2 separate regions of the Sus scrofa genome follow, and region 1 is linked to region 2. The links are chromatin contacts, called in public Hi-C maps. All regions are on one chromosome and are shown on one strand. The core of a region is the stretch at or near the end of the contact, and the rest is flanking DNA. Distances in the headings are between cores, read along the strand shown. Region 1 has its middle 130 kb from the start of N6AMT1. Region 2 has its middle 320 kb from the start of N6AMT1.

Evidence for each region. A called contact is a pair of places that touch in the nucleus more often than the background predicts.
Region 1: a Hi-C map of psoas muscle shows a contact between it and region 2, with 2.1 times the contacts expected there. The contact joins two enhancer-like sites. A contact is called at or near these places in 7 of 47 Hi-C or Micro-C datasets (embryonic fibroblasts, heart right ventricle, mesenteric adipose tissue and 4 more) and 1 of 2 datasets of contacts at active chromatin or transcription factors (skeletal muscle).

Annotation. Positions count from the first base shown.
Region 1 is chr13:192,121,817-192,124,919 of Sscrofa11.1, reverse strand. No RefSeq gene overlaps it. Among named protein-coding and RNA genes, the nearest start is that of N6AMT1, 130 kb to the left of the region's middle. Within about 2 kb of position 1,534, at least 23 of the 83 cell types and tissues checked have an H3K27ac peak or open chromatin away from gene starts, as enhancers often do.
Region 2 is chr13:191,927,119-191,930,234 of Sscrofa11.1, reverse strand. No RefSeq gene overlaps it. Among named protein-coding and RNA genes, the nearest start is that of N6AMT1, 320 kb to the left of the region's middle. Within about 2 kb of position 1,479, at least 6 of the 83 cell types and tissues checked have an H3K27ac peak or open chromatin away from gene starts, as enhancers often do.

The DNA of each region.
Region 1 (3,103 bases), core at 285-2,784, 190 kb before region 2:
AGTTTCTCGGAATCTCAGTTCCCTCCTCTGCAAAGTAGAGCTAATAATAGTATTCACCTCGAGGTATAATTGAGAAATTAAAGGTGTAAACATGGTAACAGTGATAAAGTACAGAGAACCCAGCTGGCCGCGTAGTAAGTCCCCTTTAATTGCCAGGGGTTCTTACTGTAGGATGTAAGGATATTACTTATGTCATATAGTTTTGTTCTGTATATGTAATACGAAAATTTCATGCTTTTATTATTTATATATTTACACGATAGAAGTAGCATTAGCTACTTTCTTTCTTTTCTTTCCTTTCTTTTTTTCTTTTTTCTTTTCATGGCTGTACCTGGAGCATATGGAAGTTCCTGGGCTAGGGGTCGATTCCAAGCTGCAGCTGCAGGCCTATGCCACAGCCACAGCAACACCAGATCTGAGCTTTATATGTGACCTATACCACTTAACCAGATCCTTAACCCACTGAATGAGGCCAGGGATTCAACCTGCATCCTCACAGAACCCACGCTGGGTTCTTAACCCGCTGAACCACAATGGGAACTCCTATTTTTATTATCCTATTATTTGATAGAGTAGCAAATAAAAAGTGCTATAAAATTTGTGAAGTACCATAAAATAGATGCCAGCCAATTTTTCCTTAGCTGGCGCTGTTACAAAATTCAGACATGTTTCTCCTGGTAGCCTTTCCTCCTTTCTTTCTTCCTCCCTCCTTCCTTCCCCTCCTCTATTTCAAAGAGCTGTTATTGGGAGTTTCCATTCCAGCTTAGTGGAAATGAATCCCACTAGTATGCATGAGGATGTGGGTTCCATCCCTGGCCTTGCTCAGTGGATTGGGGAATCCAGCGTTACTTTGAGCTATGGTGTAGGTCATAGATGCAGCTCGGATCTCGCGTTGCTGTGGCTGTGGTGTAGGAGCTCTGATTCCACTCCTAGTCTCGGAACTTCCAAATGCTGGGGCTAAGGCCCTAAAAAAGCAAAAAAAAAAAAAAAAAAAAAGCTTTTGTTTCTTTATTGTAAGAACACTCAACATGAGATATACCCTCAACTCTTTTTGAAGTGCACAACATATTTATGGGCACGATGTTGACAGCAGATCTCCAGAAGTTAAAGCATCTTGTATAGCTGAAACTTTGCGAACGTTTTTGACATAGTAGCGGTAGAACATGCTGTTACAAAAATTTTCCTGTAGGTGGCAGCAGAGGTCTAAGGTTTGGAAAAAACTCCAGGGTCCTTGCAGACATCCTATATCATCAGAAAGGGTGAGAAAAATTATCCCATGGGTCTGTTTTGTATCTTAAAATTCCCTTTCATAATTGTTTCTGGGAAGGGGTGTGTCATGGTATTTCGGGAAGCGCTCTAATGCAAATGATATCTGGGAAGCGGGAGCTTGCCTATTATTCATCAAAACCTCAGGCAAAATGAGAACATTGGTGCATTAATAGGATGCAAGGAAGTGGAACTGAAGGTGGAAGTGAGATAGGGGCGGGTAGCAGGAAGAAAAGCGCTTGGGTTTGGGCGCGTCCCAGGACGCCTTGATCTGCAGCGAAGGGCACAGCCAGGTAAAGCCAGAACTGAAACCTTTAAATCACCCCTCCAGAGCAGTTCCCTCTTGGCCGAATTTAAAAAGTGAACGCCTGGAAAAACATCATCCATGAAATTTAAATAACATGCAGATTACACAATATGTATATGTCAGATTCTCTGTATCTTTTATAGATCAGGGGAATCATAAACTAGCTAAAAGGAACCAGGAATGTTGCAAGGATTCAGATAATGACGCTCTGCAATTAAATGTGAAGTTCTTCTTAGCCACCACCAGAGGCAGTATTACCCCACAAAACGATTAAACCAACCCGTTCATTTTGTGAGCTAAGTGGACCGCGTATTAACTACGGGCTTTCCACTTGTAGCAGTAATTGGAATTAAGCTTGTAAGGAACAATTACTTTTATTTGCGCTTTTTACATAGATAAAATATACTTTTGTTGTTTCTGTGTTACTTAGGTATAAAGTTATTGTCTGGGATTTTCAAATGGGAGCCTAAAGGGTGTATTATCTGTGACCCTGCATTTGAGGATTCAAAATTATCAGTGAAAAACAAACAAACAAACAAACAAACAAACAAAAAACAGCATAGGAGTTGAAGTATAAAGCCTCAGGGCCAGAATATATCAACTGCTGCAAAGTTGCAAGACAAACAACATAAGTTTGTTCCGTTCATAATTAACTCTTTTTGATTGGCAGCCTATGGCTTTTTTCCTAATAGCATAAACAGAATGGTTACAAAATATGATTCCTATGGTTTACATGTTTTATAACCATTTGTGTATAAAATAGATCTCGGTAAGTGCATTCATGGTTGAAGAGTTTGCCAAGGTGATTATCAAATGAGATCCTGTGTGTAAACTGCCTTGCCTGAGCCTTAAGCATAGCAGAGAATTGTAATAAACGGAAGCTGCTGCTTCGTTTATTAAGAGAAATAATAGATTAGGGAATAGGCACAACAGTCCTTTCCTATGGTGAGACAGGAGCAGCCAAACGGTGAAATATCAGGCTGATGCTTTAGTGGGAATATAACAGGGTGAGCTGGCTCTGCTTCCCTAGCTGGCTGTATCAGCGCAGGAAAAACAACACAGGGTTCTGTCTTCAAGAGGCGCTGCAGACCATGGAGCCCAACAGTGAACTGATCACACCTTTCAAGAATAGCAAATCTATAGTTTTCTATATTGCTCCATTTAGATGAAATTTCCAATGCAAACTTAAAGAACACTTTTGTGGCAGTTTTTGCTGGGATCAACTGAGTGCCTGGTTTCTTGGAGAGCTTCAGAGCGACACACTATTGGGTAGCCACAGTGACATTGCAGGTTCAGGATACCCTTGGACCATACAGGGCATAATAAGCAAAGATGAGTGGTCTTAATGGCTGGTATCATCCAGGTTTCACCACTTCTCTTGTTTTTGGCTTCTTCCTCTTCTAGTAGGTATAATTCCTTAAGATCCCTTGTTTGAACCAATTTAGACTCTAGTTGTGCTTCCAGCTTTTCTTCCCTCTCTTCCTCCCTCCCTCCCTTCTTTCCACCTCTTCCTCCCTCCCACACCTTTCT
Region 2 (3,116 bases), core at 230-2,729:
TCAGCCCACTGAGCAAGGCCAGGGATTGAACCTGCAATCTCATGGTAGCCAGTCGGATTCGCCAACCACTGAGCCACGACGGGAACTCTGAAAGTGGCATTGTTTAATATTTTTTTGTAAACCTTATTACTGTCTAGCTTAATAGTGATAAATTATCTTATCTGCTTCTGCATTTAATCTATTATGATATGACTTTATGCAAATCTTCAGGTGGAAGAGGGAGGAAACTGTAGACTCCCTAAAAGGGTCTTGAGGAGCCAGAGGTTTCCTTGGGCCATCCTTGGAGAACTGCTTGGTTCAAGTGCTCCATGGAATTTATCATGGCAACTGTTGGGATAGGAGTTAAAAATGCAAAAGGCATATGTAACAAATTGTGATTTTTTTTCCCCCCCAAAGTGTGCTAGTCACAGTGAATGTTAAAAAAAAAAATGATTTCCTCTAATTTATTAATTTGTTTAACAACAACCCCCCCCCCCCGATTTTTGGGCCAGTGTCCCAAGTCACTTAGTCATCATTGCCAAAAATGCAACAAATAAGAATTTTAATCATGGGAAAAAGTTTCAAAGGATCTGACTAAATGTCTAGGTTGAATTTGATAAAATTGTGATCTTAACTCCCATATACCTTGCTTTATTGAAGGGATATTTTTTTTCACCACTCAGAAAAGTCCAGCCAATTTCATTGAGATTCTTCTGTTCCAGAAACTTCCTCAAAGCTGGCCTTTCATTCTCTAGTGACCTGGGCAGGAATTTCTCAGAAATCAAAAGTGTGACTGCTCAGTCAGATTGGGAGTGGCATTTCCTAACGTTTTGATTGGAAAAGAAAACTTTGAGTTCTAACAAATTCATTTCAGAAAGAATGAGCTGAAGTTTCTTTGCCAAGTGCCATATACAAAGCTCACTAAAAGCTCTTAAACTAATTGAATTGATGAATAAGTGAATTATTAGTTCTGGTTTAAAAATCCCATTATAGTATCCATATTTTTCTGTTCTACTTTAAAAAATAGATCTTGATATTAGTATGCATCCCAACCCTTATTTTAGTTTACAGATAATAGAATAAGTAGGTTTAAATAGCAAGTATCTTAGAAGCCAATTTTAAAGCAGAGAAAATGTAAAAATTAAAACACACATACACACACACAGAGAAGGAAAGATAATCACATATAATCTTCAAAGCTATCGCTACTACCAGTTGGCTTTTTTTTCCCCGCTGTATTTAATTAGGCTGGCATTGTTGATAAAAATGTATTTTACACGAATTTTATATCTTTCCTTTTTCCTTAAGATATATGATGGATTTTTTCGCCCCTTGTGCTTAACCACAGAAACAGACTTTAAAAAAACAAAACATACAGCGTACTTACTAAGAGCAGTTCTATCTTTATATGTAAACAATGACTTGAAAAGACATTAAAAGTGACCTCAGAGGGAGAGAGATGGAACAAATCCCTAGGAAGCCTTAGATCCTCTCAGGCAGCAATGGCTGTGCATTTCCTTCCCATTGACCTTGAGAGGGACATGTGGTTTGCACAGTCCTCCGGGTTTTGCTCTCCTGGGAGAATAATCCTGTCATTTCCATTAGGAAGATGATTTATTGAGGGCAGTTCCTTTTTAGGACTGGACAGGAAAATCACCCTTGTGACCCAATGGTGCTTATTTCCTCTGCAAAGCCCTTCAGTGATGAGGTGGTAGCAATTGCGTTGGCCTTAAACTGAATCACAGACACCTCACTAATTCCTCTGTAATCTTATCTGGTAACACACAGAGGTAACCACTGTGTCTTTGTGGTTTGGGGTGGATGAAAGGCAGGGATGTAGCTCCCAGATTTCTCACAAGAGTGCATCCAGCCCGGTAACAGATATGCCCTAGGGATCTGCTGGAAAAGCCAGATGCTGGGTTGGTGGGGGGCGGGGGGATGGGGAGTGTTACATCAAACATGCCCTTGTAAAAGTGAATGTGATGCCAGCTGGAAAATAATTTTCTGTCAAGGCACATGGGAAGACATTTTGCTTCCTTCTATTGATAGTGCTACATACCTGCTTTATTCCTCATTGAACCTCAGGGAACTCAATGATTCAGTCCCCGTTTTTTAAGGACTGTCCCTTTAGGTACAATTGACACCCCTCTGCATCCCAGTAGAGGGCAGTTTCCTCAAGCTTAGTACATCATTGCAGGGCTTCTCTCACATCTCAGATGTGGTTGTTCACACCTTGTCCTGGAGAAAAGTAAACTTGTAGTCAGGTTACATGGTTACACTGGTTACATGGCAGCTTGCGTTGTGCTAAACTGGTCATTCACGCAGACACTTCCTTTAAAAAACACAAGTGAATGAGGTTGTGGTTTCGAGGAATGAGCACCACACTGAGAGTTAAGAGATCTGGGTCCAGCTCTTGGATTTGTCACTAAATAGCTCTGTGATGTTAAGCAAGTCATTTAAGCGCAATTCTGCCTCTGCAATGAGTAGAATTTTCCTATGATATCGCTCCAGCTCTGATAAAAATATATGTCGAAGCTGAGAGTTTGCTGTTAAAAGAAATGGTAATATCTCTTTAAAGCAACATTAGTTCAAATAGTTTGATTCACAATATAGACTTTGTAGGTTGTCAACACTATATGAGAGTCAGACTAAATATTCTTCCAATTTAGGAAAACTCGAATGGGCATGACATTTGGAAGTGAGGACTGATTTCTGGCCCTGTTTTGGCTGCCCTGGCTTCTCTCTAGTTGCCTGATTTTGCATGAATAACCTCAAACTTGTGATTGTCAGTTTTGTCTTTAGTAAAATGAGTGGGGTGAGCAAGATCAATGTTGACCAGAAAAAGGACCAGTGATTGAAGGAAAAATTTTGGGTAAAGGTAAGTGATCTGTAATTCAGTGAGTCTTGAACCCTTTTCCAGAGTGAGAGAACATTGAACAACTGGTCAACCTGTCACTGACTCATCAGAATGAATTCTGGCAGCTCTGAATCTGCTCTGGGGGCCCCCAGTGGCATCTGCCAATATTGCTGGGACCTGGGTAGGTCTGGAGAGCCGCTGGATTACCAGGGAGAGTGGGCATGGGTCCTGATTAGTCTGTATGGAATGAAGTCACAACTGGGATAGCCCTGTCGTAAGT